Regions from separate parts of the Sus scrofa genome. Here region 1 is linked to region 2. A link is a contact called in public HiChIP or PLAC-seq data. All regions are on one chromosome and are shown on one strand. The core of a region is the stretch at or near the end of the contact, and the rest is flanking DNA. Distances in the headings are between cores, read along the strand shown. Region 1 holds the start of DYNLRB2 (dynein light chain roadblock-type 2). Region 2 holds the start of CDYL2 (chromodomain Y-like protein 2).

The links. HiChIP or PLAC-seq counts read pairs in DNA pulled down with a chosen protein or histone mark.
Region 1: an H3K27ac HiChIP or PLAC-seq map of alveolar macrophages shows a contact between it and region 2. The contact joins the promoter of DYNLRB2 here to the promoter of CDYL2 in region 2. A contact is called at or near these places in 2 of 5 promoter capture datasets (fetal liver and liver), 4 of 47 Hi-C or Micro-C datasets (blood, embryonic fibroblasts and skeletal muscle) and 2 of 2 datasets of contacts at active chromatin or transcription factors (alveolar macrophages and skeletal muscle).

What each region holds. Positions count from the first base shown.
Region 1 is chr6:7,656,087-7,663,497 of Sscrofa11.1, forward strand. DYNLRB2 (dynein light chain roadblock-type 2) reads right to left here and starts at 5,294. Exons shown (of 4, transcript XM_021097077.1): 1 at 5,158-5,294; 2 at 2,073-2,148. The coding sequence starts at 5,160. The region is part of intron 8 of CDYL2 (chromodomain Y-like protein 2); the gene reads left to right.
Region 2 is chr6:7,416,160-7,422,596 of Sscrofa11.1, forward strand. CDYL2 (chromodomain Y-like protein 2) reads left to right here and starts at 4,318. Exons shown (of 10, transcript XR_002345297.1): 1 at 4,318-4,685. It overlaps LOC110261264 (a long non-coding RNA gene), which reads left to right and starts at 4,970. Exons shown (of 2, transcript XR_002345302.1): 1 at 4,970-5,067; 2 at 5,541-6,437.

The DNA of each region.
Region 1 (7,411 bases), core at 4,044-6,543, 240 kb after region 2:
GGGGTCAGGTGAACCGTGATTCCTCCAAAATTTAAGCTCGACTTAAACCTCAGAATGTGAGGAAAGACCCTTATCTGGAAACAGGGTTTTTGAAGGTGAAATGAGTTAAAATGACATCATATGGATTGGTGTGGGCCCTAGTCCAATGACGGAGTCTTACAAGATTAGAAAACAGAGCACAGAGGGGAGGACACTACACGACGATGGAAGCAGAGCTTGGAGTGAATTGTCCACAAGCCCGTGCGAGGATTGCTGGGAATCACCAGAAACTGGGAGAGGAGCAAGGGAGGACCCTCCTATGCAGCCTCTGACGAGAGCCTGGACCTGCTGCCAGTAACAACATCCAGCCTTCCAGCACCGAGAGGGAATAAAGGTCTAATCTTTTTTACAGTTTTCTTATGTTTTATTTTTTTGGTTGTGCCAGCAACAGGCAGAAGTTCCTGGGCCAAGGATTGAATCTGAGCCGCAGTAGTAACCTGAGAAGTACCGACGTTGATTGATGTCGTCCGTGTCCTTATCCTCCAGGCCACCAGGGAACTCCTAAGTGTCTAATCTTTTTAAGCCACGGGTAGTGTGGTGCTTTGTTAAGGCAGCCAGAGGAAAGGAACACAGCACCTCTGTGAACTGATGCAAATAGCCCATCTGAGGGGGTGTGGCAGAGTTTATGCAAATGCCTGGGAGTAAAACCAATTCAGCCAGAACCACCCTCTCAGGCTGGGCTGCTTTCTGGATATCCGAGGCATAGCTCTTGATTTACCTGTAGGCTGATGTTAAATCCTCTCCCTCCTGATCACTCAAGCTGGGGGAATTTATTATATTCCTTTGACAATGAGTTATTTTAAATTTATTTTATTATTTTGTAAAACACATCAAATGTCTTATCTGTACAAATAAATTAAAAATTCCCACATTCTCAGAACGATTTAATTACACTTCTGTTAAGTGCTGGGTATTGCACCAGGCACTTGACAATTATTATTTCCTTTAATCATCAGTAAAGTAGCTTATTTTCCTTTTTTAATGATAAGGGATGGAAGTTCAGAGTTTAAGCAGACTTTCAGTGGGTAGTGGTTCAATAGATATTTACTGATGGAGCTGCTCCATAATAAGGATTGGCTGTGAGTCTGTTGCCAAGCAGTGAATTGGCAATGGATCAGTTCCGTGGTTATGCCATGAATTGTGTGAAGCATCTACTCTCTTTCAGCTAATACTCTGGGATCTGTGGCACCTCTTGCCCTTACACATGCAACGAAACGAGCCTTTAAGAAGTTGCCACCATTGCTGAGCGTGGAGCAATGTGCCAGAGACAAGGCTCTGTGGACTGTGAGAACGGTTTGTGGATTGAAAGCAAGTTTCTGGTGTAAGTTGACAGATTTCATAGGTTGACAGACACTGGCCCTTCTTAGACTGTAACCACAAAGGCTACACTATACATTGCATTACAATTAATTCTCAAAGATTATATTAACTACGGTAAAGGAATCATTGCCTTGAAAATGACGATGGTAACTCTAGGCTTTTCACAATGTTGAAACGCAAGGAAGCTGCCGACAACGGTACTGCTCCCATCTTCAATATAACAGTTTTACTGCTGGTACTCCTGACATGTTAGAAGAGTTACTAAAGCTTTAAAAATTAGACAATATGGATAATTTCTTAGGAATATATAGGTATCTGTGTACATATCTTATGAATATTGACTTCCCTATCTCTTAGCAGAGTCTTGGCACATAATAGATATTCAGTAGATGTTTGATAAGTAAATGCTTTTTTCTTTTTGGCTGCACCTGTGGCATGTGTAAGTTCCTGGGCCAGGAATCAGACCCAAGCTGCAGTTGCCATCGATGCCAAAGCGGGAGCAATGCCGGATCCTTTAACCCACGGTACCAGGCTGGGGATCAGTCCTGCATCCTGGTACCGCAGAGACACTGCCGACCCCACTGTGCCATAGTGGGAACCCCAAAGGAATAATTTTGGTTTAAAATTCTAAGACATCTGTTGTAAGGCTTGCACAACAAACAGGTTCTTGGCTGGGTTCTGCGTGTCAAGAAGGCAACTTGAGAAGTATTTACCTTCTGCATTTACAACCATCGTTCCTATCACCCCTTTATGGCTCTGGATCCTCTTTAGGGTTTCCTCCACCTCTGCCTGGAAGAGATCAGGAAGGCAATTAACCAGAAGAGTCTTTGTGGTGACCCCAGTCTAAAGAGATCACTGTTTAGAAAGAGCCCTATCCCTCAGTCTCCTTAAACTAAGGTAATGGATGATATCATCTCAGATTTGGGGAAGAGAGCTTTGAAACTGTCAAGTCCCATAGACAAGCCTTTATAAGACCTCCTATGTACAACCCTGACAAATATCTTGGCCTGAAGCTTGCTGAGACAGAAAACTTACTGCCTCACAGACCTCACTCCATTTTTATCTGTCTCTGCGTCCTGGAAGAACATCCTCCACACTGGGTAGAAATCTGCTGCTGGTCATCTCTCATTCACTGGCCTATCTGTGTTCCTGCGAAAAACTCCTTTTCTATACTCCAGGTTGAAAAAAAAATGTTTAGAGCTATACCCCTGCCTCCCTCTGTCTAAAAGCATCACTTAGTTCATTGCAGCACAATTCACAACAGCCAAGACATGGAAACAACCTAAATGTCCATCGACAGATGAATGGATAAAGAAACTGGTTCAGTGGACTATGACTCGGCCATAAAATGAATGAAATAATGCCATTTGAAGCAATGTGGATGATCATATTAAGTGAAGCACGTCAGAAAGGGGAAGACAAATACCATATGCTATCACTTACATCTGGAATCTAATCTACGGCACAAATGCAACTTTCCACAGAAAAGAAACTCATGGACTTGAAGAACAGACTCGTGGTTGACTGTCACGCGGGGGAGGGAGTGGGGTGGACTGGGAATCTGGGGTTAGTAGATGCAAACTATTGCATTTGGAGTGGACAAGCAATGAGATCCTGCTGTAGAGCACTGGGAACTCTATCTAGGCACTTGTGATAATGAGAGAACAGGAAGGTATATGTGTGTGTGTGTGACTGGGTCACATTGCTGTGTAGTAGAAAATTGACAGAACATTGTAAACCAACTATAACAGAAAAAATAAAAATCATTTTAAAAAAGGCATCACTTAATGAGAAATCACATCCTTGGTCCTAAAGGTCACCTAATTGGGAGTTCAGATGGTTAAATTCAAGATGTTCTGTAAAAACAATACATTCTAAAATTCCAGGATTCTCTGATAACTACAACCTGGGTCTCTGCAAGATAAATGTTCAACCGTGAATGATTATTTTGGAATTCCACCATTGGGTTTTAAACTCAACTTTATGTACCTTATGCATAGTTTCTTTCCTTCTACAAATGCTAAAATCAAGCATAATTTTTCAAGCCTGCATATTTTTCTAATTGATTGATCACTGGATTTTATGAATTCAAACAGTATTCTGCAGTCTTGTGATGAAGATTTATGATGTATTTTTCTTTCTAACATTGTACAGATATACCTTACATTTAGTCAAAAGACAGTTTTCTTTTGCCCCTAATGTGGGTGGGAGCACTGATTTCCTCTTTCGACCACTATAGCAGGTGTTTTCTGAATTTCAGGCATTCATGTATTAGACTTACAATTTTTGCCATTATGTATAACATCTATATTATTTACCCAGCAGGTTCTTTAAATTACCTCACTGCTAAAATCTTAAATAAATGCATTTTAAAAGGAAGCTATACATCACTACCACAAATGCAAATCTGGTATCATTTGTCATAGGCAGAAATAACCATAAAAACAAAGCAAAGAAAGAGCATATTATTAAATTCTACACCAATGAAAGTTCTGAGCCTGAGGTCTGCTCGTCAGGTGAAAAATCGAAACTATGAAATGACAGTGCTATTAACGAAATAACAGTGTCAGAAACTTCCTGGTTATAGTCTAAAGGCTGAAAAAAAAGAAAAAAGGAAAGAGGAATGGCTTTCTCTGATATGATTCACTCTGTTTTTTTGGTATTTGCAGCTAATGTTTGTATCTCACGTTGGAAAGCATTGCACTAAAGCATAATAGCGGTACAGGAGAGCACTAACAGTACATTTTTGCCATTTTGTCTATAAGACAACGCCACAGATCCTTTCAGCCACAGCCCTCGTTTTTCTTTTTCTGTTTCACTTCTAACCGAACAATTTTCTCTGCTCTTCCTGGCATTTCACTCTTTTCCCATGTGTTTTCTTCTTTCGTGATTTCTGAGACCTCTTAATACAATCGCCTAATCCCCATGGCCAATCTTCTTTTCATTCCTTTCTTAAAAAACCAACAACTTTTTGCTTTCACTTTGCTCTTTTTCAAACTTTCCTCAGTCGCCACTATCCTTTTCTTATCCTCCTCCCCTTTCTTTTTTTTTTTTTTTTTTTTTTTTTTGCTTTTTAGGGCGCCATCCGTGACATATGGTGGTTCGAATCAGAGCTACAGCTGCTGGTCTGCACCACAGCCACAGCAACGCTAGATCCGAGCGGCGTCTGCGACCTACACCGCAGCTCACTGCAATGCCGGATCCGTAATCCACTGAGCGAGGCCAGGGATGGAACCTGCGTTCTCATGGATTCTAGTCGGGTTTGTTAACCAGTGAGCCACAAAGGGAACTCCTCCTTTCCCCCCCCCCCCCCCCCCTCAATGTTTCCTCCTTCTCCCTTCTCTCCATTCCCTTGCGTTCCCAGTCCCATCTCTTTCTTTCCTCTCAGGGAGATTTTTCTCCTCTCTTTGGCGCCCCTCCCCTTTTCGAAATTTCCTCGCTCTTAACGAGATTTCCCATCCCCCTCAGGATCTTTCATCCCCTCCGTATCTCTCTTCCTCTTTACGATATTCTCCCTCCCCAATTACTACCGCAAGAACCACCCCCCCACCTTAGATATATATGCCCCAAGACAGCTTTCCCATCTAGATATATTCTTCCCCCTCTTCCATGGTAGCTTTTAGTCCCTCCAGGGTCTCCGCGTCGCCCCTCCAAGAAGCTTGCGGAACACCCAGCCCACCGCTGTGCCGGGACCCGCCGGGCCCCGGGACCCGCCGGGCCGGGATCGGTCCCGGGAGCCGGGCAGCGAAACCCCTCGCCCTTAGAGCGGCGGGTCGGGGACGGAGACCCCGGATTTACCATCGCTCGGGCGGCGAAACTCTGGGCTCAATCTAGCGCTACGGCAGCGAGGATGTCAACAACGCTTCCAAGTCGTTGCTAGGAGACCGGGGAGGAAGTGACCTTCCGGAAGTGTTGGTGCCGCGCCTGCGTGTTTGCGGGTCGGGCAGCCGCCAGGCAGGTTCTTCCGCCCCGAGCTGGCCTGGCGCCTCCCGGCCGCCATAAGCGGAGGCTGGGGAGCGTGGCCCCGAGTGCTCACCTGGGGTCGAGGAGTACCGAGGGGCTTAGGCCGGGCTCCGGGTCATTCGTTCGTCCTCTCATTCATTCATTCCTTGAGGTACGCATTCGTGTAACAGGCACTTCTTCATCCAAGAACGATTTATTGACCACCTACCACGTCCCGGGCTCTCCTCTGGGTCTGGGGTCCATTCTAGCGCGGGAGACAGCCGAATGCGACAAAACGAAGCAATACCGTCTAAGTGTGATACGTGCTCTGGACCAAATAAGCCGGGGTGGGTCCGTCTGACTCCGAGGTGACATTTGGTACTAGACTCCGATGCCTGTGACACTCGGAGAACTGTCGCGCTGCCTCGTGCGGCGCTGATAGGTTTGTTCCCCGCCCCCAAGGACAGTTGTTTTTAATTAAAGCAGAACTATATCGCAGCATCGAAAAGTAGTAGCTTATGTATTTTCATTAATTTACATCTCCCCACCCCCAAAGCAGTAGGTGAAGCGCCATCTTACGGCTTATATTCTCCGTACTTCTAGCACCCCCAAGCTGCCCTTCACTCAGTGGGAAGAGTTGCTCCATACTGGTAATTTTGTTTAGTGTATTAGGATCTTTATTTTTGTTTTTACAGAATTATTTGCCCACATTTCTGAGTTGCTGTAAAACTGTAAATGCTAGTGTCGGAGGTTCTACCGAGGGCCATAGAAAAGCAGCTCGCTGGGTTTTTAAGGAACTGGTGGGGAAACAAGTTAGAGCAGTTAGGGATGGTCAGAAGTCACCTGCTCGTTTGAAGGGCATTGTGTATCTTTGTAGCCTGGGAGGAAGAGCACAGCTATGTGTGAGGCACAGAAGGAAAGTTTTGTGTCGTGTTTTCATGTGGTCCTAGGGTTTGAAGAGGGCTTTGATTACTAAACTGAGTACTAAATACAAGTGGTGAGTTGCAGATGCATCTTCATAGGGACCATGCTATAATGATCCCTGTAATACTGATCTGGTTTGTGCTTCCATTTCCAGTAAGTTGTCTCACCACAAACAAGACAGGCAATAGGTAGGAGCATCAACTAGAATTTCTATAGGTTCTTGTCAGGGATTCCCCAGGAATGGTTTTGAACTGGGAGGGTTTGGACTAGATGATCCGTTTCAGTTTGGTCTTGTCAGTTTAGGATTTTTACATTATGTACAGAAACACTCTTGAGAAGCTCTAGTTCTGCTTCAATTCCCCCCCCCCTTTGGTAGAGAAAGGGATCCTGGTCACTGTCATTTCCCCCCCTTTTTGTCTTCAAGAAACGAGACTTCTCAAAAAAAACCAAGTCACGATAGCTAACTCAGGTCCTTTGTCACTCGGCATTGGAATTCCAACTGAGATGGTTTGGAATGGGCAGCCAAGATAGTGCGGGAGGAGTCTGGTGTGTGTGTGTATGTAGGACTAGCTTTACACGGATTGCCTGTACTGCTTTTTAGTAATAAAAGTATAGGCATTTATAGCAGTACTGGCTGAATTGTATCAAGTGTGATTCTTGGGCTCTCTGGGTGTTTCTGATCCAGGAGATGCCTACTTAATTGTGCCACCATTTGTTTTGCTTATAGAAATCAGTGGCAGGGCACCATATTATCTCTAATGTCCATCAGCTTTAATGAAGGAACCGGCTGCATATGCGTGGGATGTGAATCTCCCCTTGTTTCTGGAGTCAGGGTGTCAAACTCATTCAATAGCTGACAGCTGTGATTAGAGCAAAGAGAGGCTCCAGCGTGAAAGGCACTGACAGGAGTAGCCAACTGCTGAAAACGTAATAAGAAGTAGCCAAACTGACTTCCAGCCAACAGTCGAGTTTGACTTGCTGCGCACAGGAAATCAATGCGGAGAATATGAGTCATTTTCTCCTTATCGATTTTCACTTCTAATTATTTCTTGGAGGTAGCTTGATTGGGTTTTTATGCCGTTTTGGAACAAGAATGAATATCCAGAGCCATGCAGTATGTATGAAGTATCTCGGCGGTGTCTGTCATGGTCCCTGCTCCATCCTCAGTACGTGGGAGTCCCTCTTT
Region 2 (6,437 bases), core at 3,068-5,567:
AGGTTTTATTTGAATTAATGCCTTTCTACAGGAATCTTGAGCATTCAGAGATATTAGTGACACATATAAGTTGAAACTGGTGGAATTCCTATCATAGCTCAGCGGAAACCAATCTGACTAGTATCCTTGAGGATGCGGGTTCGATCCCTGGCCTTGCTCAGTAGGTTAAGTCTCCGGCGTTGCCATGAGCTGTGGTGTAGGTCGCAGACACAGCTCAGATCTGCCGTTGCTGTGGCTCTGGTGTAGGCCAGCGGCTACAGCTCTGACTCGACCCCTAGTCTGGGAACCTCTGTATGCTGTAGGTATGGCCAAAAAGACAAAAAAAAAAAAAAAAAAAAAAAAAAAGGTTGAAACTGGTAAGAGTAGTTGTAATATTAGTTATAACAAGGACCATTATTCAGCCCTTCTTAGCTGCAGGTGCTTTGCGTGAATTATCTCATCTATCCTCAAAACAACTCCGTGGGTTATCCATTACCTCAGTTTACAGATGTGGTGTGGTGGTTTTAAAATATGGCTACACATTCTTTGAGAGTCCTACCTTTAGAAGGCAGAGGCTAATTCATCTCTCCGTGAGCGTGGGCTTGGCTAGCTGCTGCCAAATCCCTAAGCTACAGAAACTGTGAGATGAGGAATGGCTTTTGTTTTAAGCACTAAGTTTGGGGGATCATTTATTGTGTAGCAGAAACAATAAACACATTTAGAAATGGAAGGACAGAGGGGTTAAGTAAAGAGTGTCATAGCAGGGATAATTCAAGAAATGGAAACCAGGCAATCTGAACCTAGAGCCCATGCGTTCAACAACCCCACCACACAGGAGGTCAAGATCATGTCTCTAGTAATACCAGAAGGAGATTATTGCCACTTTCTAATGTCACTGTCAGGGCAATGGATACAATTTGCCCTTGGATATTAAACTGGCTGTTCTTGCTCCACTGCAAGGCCATGTTCTAGGCAGCCACTGTCCTTCCTTCTAAGTTCCCTTTCTACTCCAGGCTTGCCTAGCATACAGTAAACATCTGTCTCCCCAGCATCCTTTCCTCCGTCCCTTTGGGCTTCTGCTCAGCCTCAGTTCCATTCAGGTAACTCTGGTAAAGCTGCCAGTCACTGCACCTATCCTGCCCCATTAGTGGGCATGTGACTCGAGCTGGCCAATCACAGAATACTCTCAGTGACTGGCTATAGTAATTGGCCAACACAAGAGCATGTGGTCTGTATTGGCCAATCAGAGCTTTCCCCTAGGATTTAGAAATACTGTATGAGGTCTCTAAGCTGGGATGATGTGGGCTGCCAGGTGTCATATTCTCAGCTGCTTGGAGGAAGTCCACCTTCAGTAGGAAGGAAGCCAGCTGGGGAAGGAGGCAGAGAGTGAGAGAGACATTTCCTATCCTTGGAGACCCCGAATCCAGCCAACCCCGAGCGCAATTCCATCCTTTTCTAATATGTGTGAGTCCATAAATTCTTTGTTTTAACTTAGTTTAAGTTTCTACCAGTTGCCCTTAATTATGACTGGTGTGAAGAGTTTATCTCAGTTGGTGGATAATAGTAGGTATCTTCCATTCTCTGTGAGCAAGAGTGGTTCTGAAGAACCTGGAGCAGTTCATGACGGATGGGGAGCTCAGTCACTCAGTTTAAAACCTTAGTCATCTCTGTATCCTTTCTTTCCTTTGTTGCTCACCCCTTCCCTCAATTCTGCATGCTCACGTGTGTGCACGTGCACGTGTGCACACGCGCACGCGCGCGCACGCACACATCCTGTTAGTCATCAAGTCCTGCTGATGTGGATCAAACGCTTTATGGAAGTAGGTGGAGTAACCATAATGAAAGTCTGTGGCCGGCGGGTTCTTCCTTCTGAACATCCTGCAATTCCAGTTTTTCTTCTTCACTTCTACCGCCACCGCCGTGGACCACTGAAACTGGTCTCCCTACCTCTAACCCCAACCCCATTTCTCATGTCTCTTCTAGAATTTGTCTTCTAATGCACACTTTTAGTTGCCCATGCCTCGGATGGATTCAAAAATGTTCACCAATTTTTCATGGCTGCCTGGCCAAATTGCAGGCTTCTTAGCTTGATGTTCAAGACCCTCCACGAACAGACCCACCCTCGTTATCCAATGGCCTGAGACTTCCTCGAATCAATCTTCTAGTCTTTTCACTCCTGCCCGCCCCACTGCAGCACTGCCTACCCCTTCCCCTTCCCTCTTTCTCCAGAGCAAAACGCTGTCCCTCCTTTGCCATAAGCGTTCAAGATCCATTTTGTCACCGCCACCCCCATAAAATATTCCGAGTGTGCCAATCACAGTGAATATCCCCTTCTGGGAACTCTGTAAACAATTGTTGTCTAGACGAAGGTTTTTTAAATTGTGCTCGCATTCCCAGGGAGTATTTGGCCGGCGCAAGTGAAGTTTTTGGTGTTTTTGTAAAACTACTGATTATATATTCAAATTTGGCTGAGCATATTATTTCCAAACCCAGTTTCTTTCTTGCCTTCCACTTCCAAATTACATCCTCATGCTATGGTAGTGCATTTATTCCCAAGTACAAATTAAGGATCATTAAAATTTGTTTTGTGACCTACAGATAGAGAACCACTTATTATTATTATTTAAACCATGACCATTGGGAAAATATCAGTATGAATATGGATATAGAGAACTCATAACAATTTCCAGTTTCTAAACCAAATACACTTTATTTCCACAGTTCCCCCCCCCACTATTTTAATGTTGGATTTTAACTAGAAATTGGTATAAAATCTGTTTTGTTGATATAGTCCCACAAATACTGTGTACCCACTCTGTCAGGAATAGGGATAGATGCTTGTGATTCGAAGATAAAACAAGGAAGAGGACGCGTTTTCCAGATGGATTCAGTGGGGAAGGACGTTCTAGGCAGAGGGAACAGCATATGCAAACTCACGTGTCCTAGAATGAGCCGGACAAGAAAACTTTGTGGATTTTTTTTTTAAACTGAAACATTTGGTGACTTTTAAAAATGGACAAGCCCTGGATTAAACCCTTCCCTTTGTTGTAATTTCCCCTTGCCATCTCCTTCTTCACAAGGGCAGTTCAGGGTCCAAATTCAAACACAAATAACCTTGTGGAACTCTGCTGGGAGAGGCCACTTCAAATATACAGAGATCCTTTGTTTACTTCTCCCATTCCCTTGGGTGCGTGCTACCATCTCCAGTTTAGAGATGAGGAAAGCAAGGCTCAGATGGGTAGCGTGACGTGGCCCAAGTCTCACAAATAGGAAAGGACCGAGGGAGGATGTGAGTTAAGTCCACGTCACAGCTGGAGAAAGTGACCAGTGGTGGGGGGACGAGGAAGACCTTTCTTCCAATTGCAGAACAGCCTGCCTGCCCAGGTCCTGAGTTAATTGTATCTTAAACAGAAAGGTGACCCCTTATTCCCCAAGTAGGAAGACATGACAACGTATTTGCATTTCAGAGAGCTTCCCAGGTCCCTCCTTCGCTGGAGCCTGGCACATAGTAGGAGCGATTATTTTTTTTTGCTCCCTTTTGCCGAGTGACTGAATCCTCCTCACGGTCGTGTGGTTAATCTCTCCTCTTGCTTTCAAAGTCCCTGGTGGGCAGGGTCCCAGTCATGCCTACCAAGGAACACAATGCAGTTGGGTAGACGTTGGAAGATGTTTGTTGAATAATGGATGAAATGGATGGTGAATGGATGGGGGCTGGGGGTGGTTGGAAGAAGGCCACGCCCGGCTCTGAGGACTTTCCAGGATTTACCGGGGTGCTGTCCTGGCTCTCTCGGGAGCCTCTGGAGGGGTCAGTTCGTCCCTCCTCCCTCCACATCTCACTAACCAGACTGGAGGGAGGGGCCCTGAAGCCGGGGAGGGGCCCCCAGAGCCCCGAGGGGCCAGGTCTCCCGGGGAGGGGCCCCTTGCTCCCCGGGATGCGGGGGAAGAGGTGAGGCCCCCGGGCCGGCCGAGCCCGCCGGGGGCTCCTTCCCCACCGGGCCCCGCAGCCCTCTACCTGCCTCCCGGCCGCCCCTTCGCAGCCGGGGCCGGGTGCGCTCGGCGGGCACCTGGCCCGCCACCCCCGGGGGGCCCCGCCGGCCGCCGCCGGGGCCGGCCCAGGGCGGCGGGGCGGGCCCGGGCGCTCCCCGGCTCCGGGACCGGTCCCCCGGGGCGCGGCCGGGCGGCCGCCCCCGCCCCCCCGCCCGGGGGGCCGGGCCGGGCTCCCGGGGGGCGGGGACTCGCCCTGTGGCAGCAGCAGCGTCCGGGCCGGCGGCGGGCGCGGGGCGGCTTCCTGCAGGCGGCGCCGGGGCGAGCCGTTGCCCGCCGCAGCCACCGCCGCCGGGTCGCCGGGTCGCGGGGGCCGCGGCGCTCGGGCCGCGTCGGTGCCTCCCGGGCGCGCTGCGCGGCCGTCGCTGCTGCCCGCGCTCGTGCCGCCGCCGCCGCCGCCGCCGCCGCCGCCGCTGCCGGTTACGCCAGCCCCGCCGCCGCCCGCTCTGATTCTGCGCATAGGCAGCCCCCAAGCCTGTCATTCTGCAAAAACACAGTTTACTCAACACACCACACACACACACACTCACACACACACGCGCGCACACACACGCGCACACTGGCCCCCTCGCGCACACGCACGGAGGGCGCGAGCGAGCAGACGCGCACACCCGGCGAGCCAAGTTCCGCAGCCTGGCATGGCTTCTGGGGACCTTTACGAGGTACGGGGACGCGGGGGCGCGGGCCGGCCCCAGCCCGCGGGCGGCGGGCGGGCGGCGGGCGGCGGGCGGCGGGGACCGGGCCGGGGCCGGGGCCGGGCGCGAGCCGGAGTTGCCGAGCCCGCGGCGGCGGCGGCGGCGGCGGCAGCGGCGGCCGGAGGGCGGCGGGGGCCGGGCGCGCCTCCCGCCCGCCGCCCGCCCGCCCTCCCGCGGCGCCCGCGCCCGCTCCCTCTTTCTCTTTCTCTCGCACACACACTCTCTTACTCCATCTACTTTGCGGCCTTGGAGGGGAAGGAGGAAGCCGGGCGGAGCCGGGGCGGGGGAGGTAGCGGTCCCGGGGAGGTGTTTCTCGCCCGACGAGGCGCCTCGAGTGCAGAAAGTACAGGTAAAAGTCGGCGCCGGACGTGCCGAGAATGCGGGGGGCCGCGCGGCGGCCGGCGGGGGTGCGGGGCCGGGGGTGCGCGGCCCGGGTTGGGCCGGGGGCGCGGGAGGGGAGGGGAGCGGGCCGACGGAGTGGAGCGCGGCCGGAGCCAGCCGGGGTCCTGGGGGGGCGGCTGCGAAGGGGGCGGCCGGGTAGGGGCCCGGGAGACACCCTCTAAACCGCTCCCCCGGGCCACCAGGCCACCTCCCCCCTCCCCCCACCTGCTGCCCCCGCCACCGGCTGGGGGCTGGGGCGTGGGGGCGGTCCTTGCGGGTGTCGTGCTCACCGGGGACGAGAGGGGGCGCTGTAGAGGGTCCTTGGTGGAAGGAGGAGCACATGGAAGTTGGTGGTGGGTGGTAACACTGTTGCTGGAGGACATGGGATGCCAGCTCTGCTTCCAAGGCCAAGTGTCACCCTCAGTGGATACCTGTCTCCAGGTCCACACAGGTAGTGTCCAGCATCCGATACTTTGAAAGCGTCTCAAAAGTGGTCAAGGAAGACATCAGTCTGGCATCTTTGAAACAATGGAGAAATAGCCATGGCCTCTGGGAGCTAGATTTTTTTAGCTCTGGACAGAAACATTCTTGCTTTTGGATTCCCGACAAGTGGACTAAACAAGAAGCAGCCCCCTCCCTCTGGGGAGAATGCCCCAAAGAGGTGTTGACCTCAAGAAAAGGTTCAGGAAGCTAAGAAACCAGCCATCTTCAACCAGAAGGCCTGCTGATCCTCCAAGAAACCAGACTCAGAGCTCCGCCTGGACCTGGATTCCCCTGCGCATAAATCCATTAACACTAGCCCTGGTTCTTAAGGCTTTTGGCTAAATTGAGATGAGCACCCCAAGGGGTGGAATTAACCTTCTGGGTAAGGGATTCCAGGGGTGATTCGCACACAATGAACTTCTTCCTCTGGGCCTTCTGGACACCTGAAGCTTTTCAGGTGGTGGATTTGCTGGCTGGCGAGAGAGAAGAATGGAGAACAGGCAAGGTACCATTCCAGCTTCCTGGGCAACCAGGGCCTTTTGGATGATTCTGGACTTGATGAGGCCCAGTCGTAGACCACTAGCCCATGGGCTCAGGTGCCATGTCATGAGAGGAGAGGTCCATGTAGTGAGAAGTTGAGACCTCCTGCCAACAACCAGCACTAACTCAGTTTGTGCGTGAGCCTTGGAAACAGAACCAACAGTCCCAGTCAGGCATTCAGATGTTCTCAGCTCCAGTCAACATCTTGACATAAAGCCCCTGAGAGATCCTAGGGCAGAACCATCCAGCTGAGATGTTCCTGGGTTCCTTGAAAGAATGATGCAGCTTGGCCTCTTCTCTACTCTCCTGCCTTCC